Linked DNA regions of Ovis aries: region 1 is linked to region 2. The links are chromatin contacts, called in public Hi-C maps. All regions are on one chromosome and are shown on one strand. The core of a region is the stretch at or near the end of the contact, and the rest is flanking DNA. Distances in the headings are between cores, read along the strand shown.

The links. A called contact is a pair of places that touch in the nucleus more often than the background predicts.
Region 1: a contact with region 2 is called in a Hi-C map of muscle, with 3 times the contacts expected there. The contact joins two enhancer-like sites. A contact is called at or near these places in 2 of 16 Hi-C or Micro-C datasets (blood and muscle).

What each region holds. Positions count from the first base shown.
Region 1 is chr4:120,259,889-120,267,552 of ARS-UI_Ramb_v3.0, forward strand. No RefSeq gene overlaps it. Among named protein-coding and RNA genes, the nearest start is that of DNAJB6, 77 kb to the left of the region's middle. Within about 2 kb of position 4,038, at least 19 of the 54 cell types and tissues checked have an H3K27ac peak or open chromatin away from gene starts, as enhancers often do.
Region 2 is chr4:120,153,807-120,161,610 of ARS-UI_Ramb_v3.0, forward strand. UBE3C (ubiquitin protein ligase E3C) reads left to right here. Exons shown (of 23, transcript XM_060415237.1): 23 at 1-1,417. Among named protein-coding and RNA genes, the nearest start is that of DNAJB6, 29 kb to the right of the region's middle. Within about 2 kb of position 3,910, at least 22 of the 54 cell types and tissues checked have an H3K27ac peak or open chromatin away from gene starts, as enhancers often do.

The DNA of each region.
Region 1 (7,664 bases), core at 2,788-5,287, 110 kb after region 2:
TGCTCCTCAGAAAGTGGAAGCCAAGGGCATGGAAGGCCGTGTGGGGCGTGAGGGGCCTGTGCTGAGGTTGGAGGTCCTCGCAGGCCTGCGTCCTTCCCACTCCTGCCCTCGGGGCGCGGGACTCCTGCCGCAGCCCCTCTCCCACCCTCGTGGAAGCCCCCCTCTTTGGCCTGTGCTGCTTCCTGGTCCTTCTAAAAGTCCCACCAGCGCCAGAGGCAGCCGTCAACCCTGCCACCAGGCCACAGGCTCTAGAACCTTCGGCTAACGGCATGCCCCGTCACAAAGACCCTGGCTCACGAGGAGCCGGAGAGCAGGGGGGAAGGGGACGAAGGCCACGTTAGCAGTCCATCATGGAGAGCGCTGTTGTGAAAGCGTCAGAACACTCCTTCCTGCTAGGGAGCAGGTTTGTGCACACGTTTCGTCACAAAGTGCGTCCTCATACAGACACAGGTGTGAATCCTGCCTTCCCACTCAACAGTGCGTGTCCTGGACGCTTCTCACGTCATAGCCCTTTCCGGGACGTCACTGAAATAGCCGTGGAGAACCCCCTTCAGAGCTGTTGCAGCGTGCTTGTTCGTGTTTCTTTTTTAATTTTAGTTTTTTAATTGGGAGGCCCAGATTTGATCCCTGGGTTGGGAAGATCCCCTGGAGAAGGGATGGCTACCCACTCCAGTCTTCTTGCCTGGGGAATTCCATGGACAGAGGAGCCTGACGGGCTATGGTCCATGGGGGTGCACAGAGTTGGACACGGCTGACGGACTAACACACACACACACACACACACACACACTTGATTTACAGCGTTGTGTTATACAGCGCCGTGACTCGGGTACTATCACCGTATCTATTTTTTCAGATTCCTTTCCCTCCTAAGTTATTTAAAACTGTGGGGTAGACGTCCCTGCGCGGTACAGCAGCTCCCTGATGGCTGCCTGTTTCATGCACAGCGGTGTGTCTGTGTTAACCCCACACTCCTGGCTTATCCCCACCCCTCTCCCTTTGGTGACCATCAATCTGCTTGTGTCTGAGTCTGTTTTGTGTGTGAGTTCACTCGCGCTTGGTTCTTGTTCAAGCCCAACATGGAAACACTTCGGAATCCGGCTGGCTCTTGTAGAGAGCACTCCCGAGACAGGAGCTGAGCAGTGGACACACGCCCTTCTGCTCGCTCGCCAGCCCAGGGGTTGCCCACCTGAGGCGCGAGAAAGCCAGCAGGGAGAGCAGTGAGCCTGCACGTGAGTGTGTGTGTGCACACAAGTGTGCACGCGCGTGCCTGACATCAGACCCAGGCACACAGCTGGTGACACGGAGGCCTCTGCCTGCTCCTCTCTTGGGGCGGAGGGTCTGGGGACCCCGACATCGCCGTATGTCACAGTCACACAGAGCCCACAGAGGCGGCCCAGTGGGACCCAGAGTCCTCTCGGGTTGGGGCTGCTGGGCGCGGGGGTAGCCAGGCGGGGCCGTGCTGCAGTCGTCGGGCCTGAAGACTGCGGATGAGGGCCGTGCACTGTGCCATGGACGCCCGGTGGGTTTCCATGTGCTGCCACCTGGCGGGAGGAGGCAGTGGTGACGTTGGCCACGAGCCATCCTCAGGGAGAGGCTCGCTCTTCCGGGAGCCAGGCCTTCCCCACCTCTGTCACTACCGAGCGTGTGCAGGCTCTCTGCTCCCCACGGGCCTCTGATGATGAGGGGGGCCACCAGGGAGTTAGGCTGCTGCCCGATCGCCAGGGTCTTTTTTCTTTTTTAGGGAATACATTGTGATAAAGGAGAGTGTGCAAAGGTATTTAAAATAGCAGGCATCTTTTTTGATTCCCATTGCAAGCTTTTATCAGTATGAGAGGAAAAGAAATGTCTTCACTGGAATTCTGTGCTCCCAGCGGCTCTTAAAGCTTGCTTTCCTCAGAAGGTGTCTGCGGGGAATGTGTGCCCCTGAAGGAAGCAGGGGTGGCCAGGAGCATCCTCCCTAGCGGGTGTGCCTTCCAGCCGCACACACCAGGGGATCCTGGGGTGGTCTGAATGAAAGGGCAGATCTGCTACACACGGACTCCCTTCCTGTGCCTAAACGCAGGGCAGAAAAGAGGTGTCCCATTGCTGACACCCCCGCAGTCTCTCGTATTTCCACTGCAGTGACTGCCTCTGGGTGTGTTTGTCTGCTTTTTCTTTTTCAGATTAAAAAGAATTTTTTTTTTTTTGGTCCCATGGCACGTGGGATCTGGGGCTTCCCTGGTGGCGCAGTCTGTAAAGAAACTGCCTGCAATGTGGGAGACCTGGGTTCAGTCCCTGGGTGGGGAAGATCCCCTGGAGAAAGGAAAGGCTACCCACTCCAGTATTCTTGCCTGGGGAATCCCATGGAAAGAGGAGCCTGGTGGGCTGCAGTCCACAGGGTCGCAAAGACACAACTGCGCGACTAGTTCCCTGACCAGAGATTGGACCAGCACACCCTGAATTGGAAGTCCTGAGTCCTAAACCCCTCGACCACAGGGGAGACCCGTGCATTTCTTCCTTAAAGTGCCATGAGCTTTGCAGAGCCCATTTGAGTCTGCAGAGCTCAGTGTGGTTTAAAATCTAAACCATTGGCAAAGGTGACGTTCTCATCTGACTTGATGGAAAACACCCATTTCAACAAGGAAAAAAACCACTGATTTTTCAGAGATGAATATTTTTTTGCAGTAACACTTGAAGAGCCATCAGTATGAACTGAGCCAGGGAATCACCACCTCTCCCGAGCTCTCCTTCCAGAGTGGTTTTGAAGGTGAGCCCCTCTCGCTTTCTGAGGGGCTTCTAGGCTAGACCTGGGCTCGGTGGGGATCCTGCGGGTTCCGCTTTGCTCTTGGCAGCTTGCCCACTCTTGCTAATTTATTCTATTCACCTGAGTTCAGTGCAGGGCAGCGAGTCCCCAGATACGGCTTGGAGCATCCATAAGAAATGTTTCCGTTGCTGCCAGCACCCGAGGCTTCTCTGGTGTCTCCTCGTGGGACGGGCACGCACAGACAACACCGCACGGTAGCACCTCCGAGTGGAAAGAGAGGGTGTCTGAGTGTGCGGAGTGGAAGCTGAGATGCGCAGGACCCGACGCCCAGCGTCCGCGGCAGGGCCCTGAGCGGGCACCGGGCTGGGCCTGTGCTGCCGGCGGGTGCGGGGTTCGCCGGCGGGTGCGGGGTTCGCCGGCGGGTGCGGGGTTCGCCGGCGGTGGGGTGACTTGAGCGGAATCCTTCCCGAGAACCCGCGGGCTACGCGGTGTGAGCTTCGCTGCTCCCCCGCGGGGAGGCGGCTGCGGTGCGGCAGTCGCTGCCGCCGCGAGGGCGTCGTCCTGAGACAAACGCGCCCGCGGCCTGCTCGGCGGCCAGACGCGCACCCGCGCGGTTTGCGGGGCTCCGCAGCCGCCGGGCCCCGGGCGGAGGGGCCCGAGCCGCGGAGGAGCCGCCGCCTCGCGGCCTGCGGCGGGACGAGCGCCCCGGCTTGGGCGTGGCTCCCAGCAGCCGAGGGGCCGAGAGCACGGCTCAGAGGAAGGCGAGCGCGGCCGCGACTGCGGAACGGGGGGCCCCGCGGGGCTGTTCGCACGCGACGACCCCTCGAGCGCCAAGGGGCCCCGCGCAGACCGGCCGTCGGGGGCTGTGTGGCGGGTGAGGGAAGGTGGTGTTTTAAGTCTAGCAACGCGTGCTCTCGCGTCTGCCAGCGGGCACGGCGGCGACCGCGGCTTCGGAAGACCCAGGCCCGGCCCGATGTTAAGCGGCCCTCGTCCTCCCGCCCGAGCCGAGCGCAGCCGAGCCGAGCGGAGCTGAGCGGAGTCAAGCCGAGCCGAGCAGAGTCGAGCCGAGCCGAACCCAGCCGAGCCGAGCCGAGCCGAGCCGAGCCGAGCCGAGCCGAGCCGAGCCGAGCCGAGCCGAGCCGAGCCGAGCCGAGCCGAGCCGAGCCGAGCCGCGCCGCGCCGAGCCGAGCCGCGCCGAGCCGAGCCGAGCCGCTCGCTCCCGAGCAAGAGCCCCTGAATGAAGCGGGTGCAGGCGCGAGGGCGCCACAGGCACGCGTCCCCTCCTCCCGCGGGCAGCGAGCCCGCCCCATTGGCTGCGCCGCGTTGCCAGGACTCTGTTGCTAGGATCTCGCTGCCTCCAGCCCCGGCAGGAAACATGCCATGAATTATGGATGCTTGATTTTCTCGGAGAGGTCTGATCTGTGATGCAGATGAGCTCCGAGTTACCCCTTTTCTTCTGGCTTCTTAAGGGGGAAAAGAAAAAAAAAATCAGAGTTTTAAATCAGAAGCTGCCATTTACGAAGTCCCAGTTGCCACTAGAGGGGCTGGGCCGCCGGCGTTAATTCTTATGCAAAGAGAGGGCCGGGGGTCAGTGTCTGTTATTTGTTCTGGAAAAGCTTGTAGGATTTTTCGCTGAACCTTGTGACCCTTTAGGGGCATGCTTTTTTTGTGTGTGTGATCAGAGACAAAACGGGGTAGAAACACTAGAAGTGGCATTTTCTGAATTTGAGACGCTTTTCCTCCCGGCCCGCGGGGCGGGAGCCAGGCGGGGTTGGGTCCTTGGCTGGCGGATCACCGAGGACCCCTCTCCCACCTCCCGCAGCAGATCCCTCAACCTACACCCCAGAGGCAAAGAAACATTTACCGACAGGCTCCCGGGTCTTTCTTCCTTTCCTGGAGCGTGGACCAGCGTGGCCGCGGTCACGGGACCCTCCCTCCCTGCTGGGGAAGAGTGGCCTAGCCCCCTTTCTGGGGCCCTCCCATCCACAGCAGCTTGTGTTCCTGGGCTGGTCTCAGCACGGTGGTGTCTGCTGCCCCACTGCCTGGCCCGTGGCAGGCAGAGGGGCATGGAGGGCAGAGGGCCAGGCACCCCCCACCTTGTCGCCTCCTCTGGCACTGGGCTCCGAGCAGGCAAATTGGGCAGCGTCTGAGGGCCCAGAGCTTGGTTAACAGCCCAGGAGCTCGGTCCACAGTAAATGCCGGGGGGTTAGAGCTCCTCTTCAGGGCCTGTCCTGCCTGGGGAGGGGAGTCGGCCGTGCGCCCCTGGCTGTGGGCTCCCACGTTCCACCCCCGTTCCCGCGGCTCCCCTAACCCCAGACCCTGCTCTGGAGGCAGGACATGAGGCTCCTGAGGACAGATGGACTCACAGATGTGGCCTCCGCGAGGGAGGAGGTGACCTGTGCCCAGCACTCAACACAAAGAGCCAATTCTCTGAAAAAGCTGTGAAAATACCTGTCATTACCTGCCTGGACCAGCAGGCCGTCTCTCACTACCCGGAGCCCTGCCACTATTACTTGGAAGAAAGAGGAGAGAAAGAACTTTATTTCAGAGGCAGAGGCTTTATTCCAGAGGGACGGGGAAGCGGTTTAGGTGAAAATTGCATTCGTCACTCCCGCATCGCAGCGTTTATTGCGCGAGGCCCGGTTCAGCCCAGGAATTTCTAAGCATTGCAAGACCCCAAAGATGAGAGGAACAGTCGACCGAACTTCCTTCCAGAACGTCGTCTGTTTCTGGAGTCTGAGCCTTTCCATCTTTCTGTTGCGGGGATGGTGGGATTGTGTTGTTTTCAGAATTGCGGCGACGGTTTTCATGAAGAGCCATGAGTCACCCGCTCTTTCCAGGTCACCTGGAGACAGTCACTGGTAACATCGATTGTTTAAGAATTTAAAAGCAGCGAAACAGAAAAGCTTGGAGTCCCTGGCTCTCTCCAGCGTCCACCCGCAGCGGCGGCGGGCAGACAAAGGCGCTCAGTTGGAAGAAGGCGTCAGAGTCTGGGTGCTGGACGCAAGCATCCTTCCTGCCTGAGGCCTCCAGTCTCATCCCTTTGCGGCGCATGTGCGGCCGGCCTGGGCGCCCCACGGGGAGGTGGAGACGGGGCAACGGACAGAGTCGCCAGGGCTCCTGCAGCTGGTGGAACTGCGGGGACGGGCTGATGGCACCCGCGTTGGAGGCCCACGAAGGGCTCCGTTTGGGAGCTTCTGAGGCAGGGTCACAAAGGGTCAGACACGCTGGGGGCGGCTGAGCACGGACGCCCTGCAGACGGGCTCGTAAGAAAACGGTGTCTGAAGAGGGAGGTTTGCTGTTACCCATTTCTTGTCATGAAAACAGTGAGACGAGCCAACACCGAGGAGAATCCACCCAGGATTCAGCCTGCGAGCCAAGAGGTGACACCTCAGCTGAAATGCAGCGAGGCCGGCGCCCCTCCGTTTCTGTGCTAGGCAAAATCTGCACCAGTTCCAGGACCAGTGACTGTTATTAAAACAGCCTGTCCGGTTGACCAGCTCGGAGTGACTGTTGGCGCACGGTTAGTTCTGTGGGCCCTCCAACGTGTCAGGCGCAAGCAGCAGGGTAACTGCTGGGAGGACAGACGGGTCAGGACGAGCATCGCGTCCGCGTCACTGCCCGCGGGAGACGCACAGAGCGCGAGGACAGGCTGGGAACGGCGGGCTCGGGCCTGTGGACCCAACGGCCGAGTGTCGCTTTAGCAGAGCGGATGAGACGCAGGTCAGAAAGGGAGGCGGTGCTGGCCGGCCCCGGGGGAGCCTGCGTCCCGGCCGCTCCTGGTTGAACTGATGAAGCTAAGCCTCCCGGTGACGACCCAGAGCCTTGACAGCTACCCCCCGCCCCGTGGTTCACGGGGACCCCTGCACACCCGGGGACCCGCGGGGCCCAAGCCTGGGCGGGTGTTTCACGTCGAGGAAGGGGGGTCTCTGAGGGTGGAGGGGGTCGGGGTGAGGCCACGGTGCCTAAGCAGCTGGTGGGTCTTGGCCACGGAGACCGGGGTGGGGCGCCTTTGCACCTGGAGAAGATGCTCGCCTGGACGCCTCCGGCCGCATAGCACGGGCTCCAGGCAGGAGGCGAGGCGTGGCCGCCGGTTCCTGCCCCAGCGCCCACAGCGGGCTGACACCTCTGCGCGTGGTTTCAGGAGCCCGCGGCGGACCTGGTGCTCGAAGGTCCCGAGGAGCTGTGGGCGTCCTGCAGGATGTAGGCTGCTGTCTGACCGCGGTGGGCCCAGCCCAGTGCCCTGGGGGCATGGGCCCCGAGATGCGGGTCAGGATCGCAGGAACCGCGGGGGTCCAGTGCTGAAGACAGGCCCCTGCTGATGCCTGGGGGGCACCCCGCGGGGGGCCGGGGCGGCCCTGCTGCTGGAGCAAGCCAGGGCGCCCAGCCTGCGGTCCCGGCGGTGCACCGGCCGACAGACGGGTGCGGTTCGGCCGGAGGGGTGAGAGCACGTGTCTGGGCAGACAGGGTCTCTCCTGTGTCCCTCTGCCCGCTGGCGGAGAGTGGATGAGGTCGGCCTCTCCTGCCTCTTTAAGGCCCGCTCCCCTGTCTCTGGTCTCGGGTGTGTCGATGACTTTCTCTCTCCTGGGAGCTTCCCTGGTCCCCCTCTGCTTCTGCACTTTTGGGGGACTGGACAACACGTGTCCTGAACTCGGGATTTTTATGCCGGTCTTTGCTGCTCAGCACGTGCCTGGTTCAGTCTTTGCATTTCTTTTTTTTTCAAACTGTTTCGTTTTGGACATGTTCCTCTAAACTGCATATATTTTTTAAGCTCCAGCTGGAGAGTCTATTTTAACTGATAATGAAATTCAGTTGCATTTCTGGTGAAAGTGGATGACTTGGGACTTCTCGCTGTAATCCCATTTCGTGTTATTTCTCGGGTTTCTGCCTTTGCTCCTCGCCCCCGTCATGACTTGCT
Region 2 (7,804 bases), core at 2,660-5,159:
CCCTCTGCGGAGATGGCCTGGCCTCCATGCGCCCCCAGCCAGCAGGGCGCTCGAGCTGGACTCCCAGCTCTCCCAGGTCCCTCTCCGCCACCCCTTCCTGCATTTTTAAGTGATTTATTAAGTTGTGCTCACGTATTTAGATGGACGTTGCTTTTCGAATAACTTAAAATAACAAATGTTACATGCCACGTGGCTAATATAGTAATTTTGCCAAGAAGAGCACAGTTTTAATACTGGTGGCAACTCAGTGAAATTAACCAAAGATGAAGCTTTGGCTGTGCTGCGGATAAGCCCCCCAAGCTGGTGACCTGGCGCCTGGGGAGGGGGCCGCTGCTCCGACCTGGCTCTGGTCTCCAGAGACTCGGGCCTCTGGGAACCGTGGGCCACTGCTTCTCGTGTGGTTGAATTGTTTACAAGCCTCATTGTTAAAACTACAGGCTGGTTTTTTTTTTTCCTGCTGCCTTTTCCCAAAGTGGTTAGGTTGGAAAATAGATAACAATGGTAATATTTTATTTGTGTTTTTTAAGCCATCTCCCCAGATCGGGACTAGCATGCTTGTTTCCAGTCTGCCGCTGACCTGCATTGTGATGGTTTGGACATTCCTGTGTGTGGGTGTGTGTGAGGCGGGTCCTTCACTCTCTTCCTTTCTGTCTCCACCTCGTGCCTGGAGAGCTTTGGGGGTGTGGGGGGAGGGGGGGCTCCGTCCTGCTCCTGGGCGTGTGCGACCCGCGGTGAGCGATGCTTGGGGAGGAGGCCCGCAGCCCCTCCCGAGTCACTTGAACCAAAGTGGCGCTGCGCCTTTGCACTGCGGCCCGGGCCCCGCCCCCTCGGTTCTGGGTTCTGGGTGCTGCGTTGCAGGGGGCGGGCGCCCGGGGCGGGGCGGGGGCGGGGCGGGGCGGTCCTCTGGATTCGGGATTCGGCACTTTATCAGGACCTGGCGAGAGGAGCGTCTGAGAGCGTCGCCGGAGGACGCAGGCGCTGGCCGGTGCTTGCTGTCACTGGAGCTCTGGGCTGACGTGGGGGACGGGCCACAATTAGCAATATCCTTTTAAATGTGGGGGAGCCGAATGACACTTTTAAGACAGTGACCATTATCAAAACAAAATGTATAATTTCTTAATTTGAAGAATAAATTAAGTGTTTAAATGCTATTTGTAGTCTTGATATACAGAAATAAAATAATTAGGGTTTGTCCTTGGTTTTATTTTTTTATTTTAGGTCGTATTATGTTGGATGTTCTATATCTTCTTATTAATTGATTTGTATATTATCATTATTTCAGAAATGGAATATCTGGGACTGAAGAGAAATGGGCAGTTACTCTTACTTGGATTTTCTTCCTCGGCTAATCTGAGCTTATTTATTTATTTGTATGTTCCAATGGCTAAATATTTGCATTAAATTTTTTTCCCAAGTTTGTGTTGGACTCATACCCCAAATCATTGTGATTGGTTCCGTTCTGCCCTAGTAAAACATCAGTTTATCACATTGTTTAAATGTCATCAGTTGAGACAGGGTAATAACAGGCTGTGTTCAGAATCTGGTACACCAGACAGTGACGCCTGGCATCTGAAACGCCCCAAGTGAGGCTTCGAGAAGGCGGACCTGCGGCAGCCCCTCCAGCTCAGGCCCTGGGGAGAGCCAGGCTCGCCAGGGGCCGCTGCCACCTTGCCGGGTCCCGAGGGCTTGGCATCACATTACTGAGAAGCAGCGCTCAAGTCAGGCTCGCCCTTCTCCATCACCCTGTCTGCCGCCTCCGGGCCGTCCTGGCTTCCTGCCTCCTCCTGGTGTGTGTATGCTTGTGCCAGGGAGAACGGGTGCAGGCATGCTGCGACGCAGAAAGATGGAAGCTGAAGGCCTGGAACTGGAGCCTTGCTAGGACTCCGCTGGCGTCTTAGTCACCTGTCCCGAGCTCCTCTGCTCCAGGTCTGAAAGGCTTCCAGTAGCGAAGTGAAGGGTGTCCCGGACCACACAGCCTCATCTGCCACACGGAATAGCAGACGTCCCCGGAGTTTGTCCTGGGAGGAGTTAACATCCACTCCTCAGACAAGGTGAGTCGCTGAGCCCGCTGTGGGCTCCCGAAGGCTCCTTCCCGGCATCGCAGTGGTGGCCAGAGCGGACGGCCGAGGCCGGTGACCAGCAGGCGCAGGTGGGGAGTCAGGAGAGGGCCGAGAGGAAGGAGGCGGGGCTGGCCAGGAGCCCCTGGCGCCCCGGAGAGCTACGGCCCGTCGGAGGCCTCTGCTTCCAGGAAACTCGGCGAGCTCTTAGGTAAGCGGAGGTGCAAAGTACTCAGGCCTTTCTGTAAAACGGGGACAATTAAATACCGGTCTCCCCCGACTAAGACAGACCCTCTTCAGCACCTGTTTTTAGTAACCAAAAGAAATTGAACAAGGATTTGCACTTTTACCAAGAAAAAAGGGAGCAAGGTGAAGATTGGGTTCGCTCAGCCTGCCTTGCAGGGAGCATTTCAGAGGCGGCATCCACCCCGCAGGGAGCGGCCCTGCCCGGCTCCTTCCCCTGGGGCCACACGCAGCATCTCAGGTGGAGCTGCCCTGCTGTGAACCGGGTCCCTGAGCATCTGGGCTTCGTCGGTTTCCCTTGTGCCTCCACGAGCCACACGGCTCCTCCGGCGACTCCTGCTTCCCTTTAGGCCTTTGCAGCTCAGGGAGGGTCTCCGTCGGAGAGCGGGGGACCCTGGGCTTTGTCTTCACAGGAGGGATACACAGCTTTGATGAGGGCTGTAAATAAGCTTGTGATGTCAGCGTTTAGAAACACGATTATAGAACCGTGTTTTAACTTAAGCAGTTTGATGTCACAGGCAGCAGACGTCACCTTTTGCTGTTTGCACCGGCTGTAACGTTGTCACCCTAGGCAACACCATTCCCTTTTCCTCTGCGGCGACAAGCAGAAGAGGCAGCCTTCAGCGCCTCGTTTCTTTGAGTGACCGCACCTCTGGGAGCACGTGGGGCTGCTGTCTGCGTCCCGCCAGCGCCCTCGGGACGGCGGGAGGCTGGGCCCCAGCCCTGGGCGCTGTGTAGGCAGCCAGGAGAAGCGAGGGGCGGGAGACGGGCACACCGGGGCCGGCGCCCGTGAAATGAGTGTGCCGAGACACTGATGCGCTGTTACCTTTCATGGGTCAGATGGAAAGTCGTTTGTCGTGACGTGTCACCTGGAGAAGAGGCTGGCCATGACACATGAGTGTCTGAGGCCCCACGTCCAGACTTCGTGGGCCCGTCCCCCTCCCTCATGCCCGCCCACCACCCAGGGTCCCCCAGGCCTAACCCCCCAAACCCTCGGGGCTGGGCCGTCGTGGGAAGGGTGCAGGTTAGGGCCTGGGGGTGGGGGGCGGCGTGCAGCAGGACGGTCCTTTCAGGGTCCCTGCCAGGAGCTGTGTGGCTTGGGCGTGCCGCCTGGGGCCCAGTGCCCAGGGTTTGGGGGGCATCTCATGGGCTTCCCAGGTGGCACCAGTGGGAAAGAACGCACTTTCCAGTGCAGGACTCAAGAGATGTGTTTGATCCCTGGGTCGGGAAGGTCCCCTGGAGGAGGAGATCGTCGCCCACTCCAGTCTTGTCTGGAGAATCCCGGGGGCTACAGTCCGTGGGGTCGCAGAGTCGGCCGCGGCTGAGCCACCTGGCGTCCATGCACAGACGTTGCACCTGTGTGCCCCGGGAGAGGGGAGCCCACAGCGTGGGCAGGGCCGGGCCACACCTGGGGCTGCTGAGTGCCAGAGTGGGAGCCTCACACGTGCCGCGCTTTGGGGGTGATGCTGGGCACCCGGGACGTGCAGGCAGCACTGCTGCTGTGGTGCCTGGCGGGCACAGGCCTGCCGGGCTGCCTCTCCACCCCTCGGCCCTCCTTTCCTTGGGACCCCACGCCCGCTGAGCTCTCTCCCCATGCGGCCGGCAGGGGGCGCTGAGGCTGCACAGCCAGACGCAGACCTGTGTATGTGCACACTTGTACACACACACACACACACACAGAAGGGGAGGGTTCCTGAGGGGAGGGGGGCCTCCGCCCGGGGGAAGCACGCAGGACTGACGGGACAGACCAGGGCAGCGTCTGGTCTCCCCACACCCACCCCTCTCTGCTCTGTCGACGGGCACCCCCCCCCCCCCCAGCGTGCGCTGGCCCTGCCCTGGCCGCCACTTCACCACATTCGGGACACGATGCCCTCTGGGGCCGCCCAGCCCACCACAGGCAGCCCTGAGCTCGTGGGGTCTTCGTTCCCCATCCAGGGATGGAACCCAAGGCCCCCTGTGGCGGGAGTGCAGAGTGCAGCCACTGGGTCCTCAGGGAAGCCCCGCCCTGGTGCACTTCCGTGTCCTTTCTGCTCTGCCTGCTGGTGGTTTTGGGGTTTAAGTTTTTCCTCAGCCCCTCCCCCTGCTGGGCGTGTTTTCTGGGTCACAGGCCCTCCCTGCTGGCGAGCCCCAGGGCCCAGCGCTCAGGGCGGGCTCCTCAGGGACCCTGCCTTCCCGCCCGACCCCACGTCCCTCCCTCCGTCGTCCGTGGCGATTTTAGCTGCTGCTTTTGTTCAATCAGAGTTGCACGTGCACACAGTACAAAGAGTCCGTTGATTGTTTAATTTGATAAAAATACAAAGAGAATTCCCTGACCCCACCCACGGCTGCCTGAACCCCGCTCTGCACACTGCCTGGCACAGAGGTGGACCCGCAGGACTCGCTTAGGTCTGACGCCAGCTGAGCAGCTAGGACAACTGCCATCGCGACTGCGGGCCACAGCAGCCCGGAAGGCCTTGTCGCCCGTCTCAGCTGGGGGCCTTCCTCCCGAGCCGCTCCTGGATTGCTGGGGCATCTGCATCCCACCCTCATGGTGGTGGGCTGGTCCCCTGAAGGACCGCGGGGTGGGTGTGGAGGGAGGAGGCAACCCTGGGTCCCTCTCAGGTCAAGAAGCTTCCTCGGGGTCAGCTAGGCTAAAGCGTGAAACCTGAGGGCCAGGAGGCAGCCGTGCAGAGACCGCTGGGGGAGGGGGCGTCTGGAGGCAGCTGTTCTGAGCATGCCACACATCTGCAGGGCAGGGGCAAAGCCCAGCACGGAAAGCACCTGCTGGTCGTCCAGGGTCTCCCTGGGGCACGGAGCCGTTTGGTGACGGGCTGGGCAGGGACATCGAGGTCAGCACAGCTGTCGACACTGGTCCGGGGGCAGCTGCCCGGGTCACTCGGGTGACACCCTTGCCAGCCTGGTGGTCGGGCCTCCTCAGCACTGAGGAGCTTGAAGAACATGTTTCCTGCCCGGGTGCCCCCAGGGTGGCGCCTGGAGGCGGCGCTCCTTCAAGGCCCAGCCACAGGGGCCCCCCCAGACCCCCGCGGGCCTCAGGGTCCCTGCCGTCTCGGGCGCTGAGCACCCATGTCACCACCTGCTGCCCCCCTCACCTGTCTCTCCCGCTGCACTCGCGGCTCTGTGTGCCCCCAGGGGACGCCAGCCACCCTCTGGGCACATTCTGGGGCGTCACAGCCGGTGGGGGCAGGAAGACCCTGGCACGAGGTGGGTGGGAGGCCCGATGGCTGTGCCCCGCCCGCTGAGCCCAGACGCCCCCCGGCCCAGGCCCCTTTGAGGAGCGGGCGGCCGAGCAAGTCCGTGGCTCTGGGACACCTGCTCTCGGGCCTCTGCCCTCATCCACCAACCCATACCCTCCCCGGGGGCATCCACGCTCAGTTTCCATGCGCGGGAGGTGCCAGGCTAGGCTGCGGGGTTTGCAGAATACACTTAGTCTCAAGTAACTGAAGACGCAGCTTCAATTATTCACACCATCGGCAGAAGCATTGGTTGCATGAGGTGCTGCCATCTCTGCAAACGCCCAACCCACATGGAGGTGCAGGTGGCCCGCAGGGTGGGGAAGAATGTTGCTTCTCGCACCCTCTGCAGGGGCTTCCAGGCCATGCAGTGCCCGGCGCTGCCTCCCAGGGCTCAGCTACCAGGACACTGACCACAGGCGAGCGGGCAGCATGGAGCACCTGGGTGCCAGGTCCCTGGGCACCAGCCACGTGGGAAGATCACAGCCACCCCCAGAGGTCAAAGCCCCAAGGGAGGTCACGGCACTCCCAGAGGTCACAGCCCCCCAGGGAGGTCACAGCGCCTCCAGAGGTCACGGCCCCCCAGAAAAGTCACAGCCCCCAGAGGTCACAGCCCCCCAGGAAGGTCATGACCTCCCAGAGAGATCACAGCTACCCCCAGAGGTCACAGCCCCCCAGAAAAGTCACAGCCCCCAGAGGTCACAGCTCCCCCAGAGAGGTTATGCCCCCTCCAGAGGTCACAGCCCCACAGGGAGGTCACGACCCTCCAGAGAGGTCACAGCTACCTCCAGAGGTCACGGCCCCCCAGGGAGGTCATGGCTACCACAGGGAGGTCACGGCCCCCTAGGGAGGTCACAGCCGCCCCCAGAGGTCACGGCCCCCCGGGGAGGTCACAGCGGTCCCCAGGCCTGCGAGCTGGCGTCCAGCGGGAAGGGGTCTCGGCTGACAGTGGACAGTGGCCCGCAGCACGGGTGGGATCCCCTCTCCTGGGCCTCCCGGGTGTGCTCTGGCAGCCCGCCCAGGGAGCACAGTGGGGCCACAGGCTGGCGTGGGCAGAGGTGCGGCCAGGGTGACCAGCTCCACCGCCAGCTCCTCCAGGTCACCAGGCATCTTCAGGGCCTCCTCCCGTCACGCTGGGACCTGGGGGAAGGAGGCAGGCCTGCTGGGGCAGAGGACAGACAGCAACTGGATCCAGGTCCAGATGCTGGAACAGGCCGAGCCCAAGGTTGGGGGTCAGGACAGAGGATTCAGGTCAGGTGGACTCTGCCCTCTGCCCAGCCCAGCCCTGGGGGCAAAGGGCCAGAGAGTCTACAAACAAGAAGCGAGGTGGGCACAGCGTGCAAGGACGGGGGTGGTCCCGGGGGAGGGTCGGCCGCTCGTCACCCTTCAGTAGCACGGAGGCCACCAGCTGGGCTGCACCCGGCTGTGGTGCGCCCCATTGTCCTGGGGAGCCAGGTGGGAGCCGAACGCCATCCTCTGAGGTGCCTTGGTGCCCGGGCAGCCTTCTCCCCAGGGCACGATGTGCCCGCTCCAGGGCGCTGTGACGTCTGGGGCCACTCGCCCGGAGCGACCCTCATCCCACCCCCACCGGCGTCCTGATGCCCGGCCTGTGAGCGCTCCTCGAATGTCACCCCAGGCTTCCTAACTCGGTGACGTGAATTCACGCTTGCACACATCCCGTGTGAACACTGGAGACCGCTGTGGGCAGCGTCCGTCGTCCGTCCACGAGCTGTTTTCCTGGCCTTCCCGAGGGGTGTGGGGCCAGTCTGCTCTGGTCCACTGGGAGCAAGCTGCCCTCGCGATCTGCGTGTCCGGGGGATAAACGTGTACTGGGGGCACCAGGCGAAGGGAAGAGCAGGCTCTGGGGTGGTGGGGGGCCGCACTCGGGCCTGCCCCTCAGTGGACCAAGGCCCCCTGCGTGGGTGTCCCCACGGGGGCTGCCCTGGGAGGTCCACTGCCTGAGTGTGCCCTTCGGGCTGCTGACGGCCGCACCCCACGTGAATCAGGGCTGCCCGGCTGGGTGGGGCCCCAGACTCCATGACCTAATGGCGTTGTCTCTAATTGTGGCTGCAGGTCTGCTGGGCACACAGGTGGGCATCGGAGCCCCGCCCAGCCCAGGGGTGGGGGCTGTTGTTCCCAGACTGTTGGCTGCCGCCCCCACCCCCCTCCGGGCCTGGAGTTTGAGCTACCCGTTTGCAGCTGCCCCAGTCTCTCTGATGACGCCTGGTTGGCAGGGCCCTCAGCCAGTCACTCTGCGTCCCAGGGCCTCGCCCT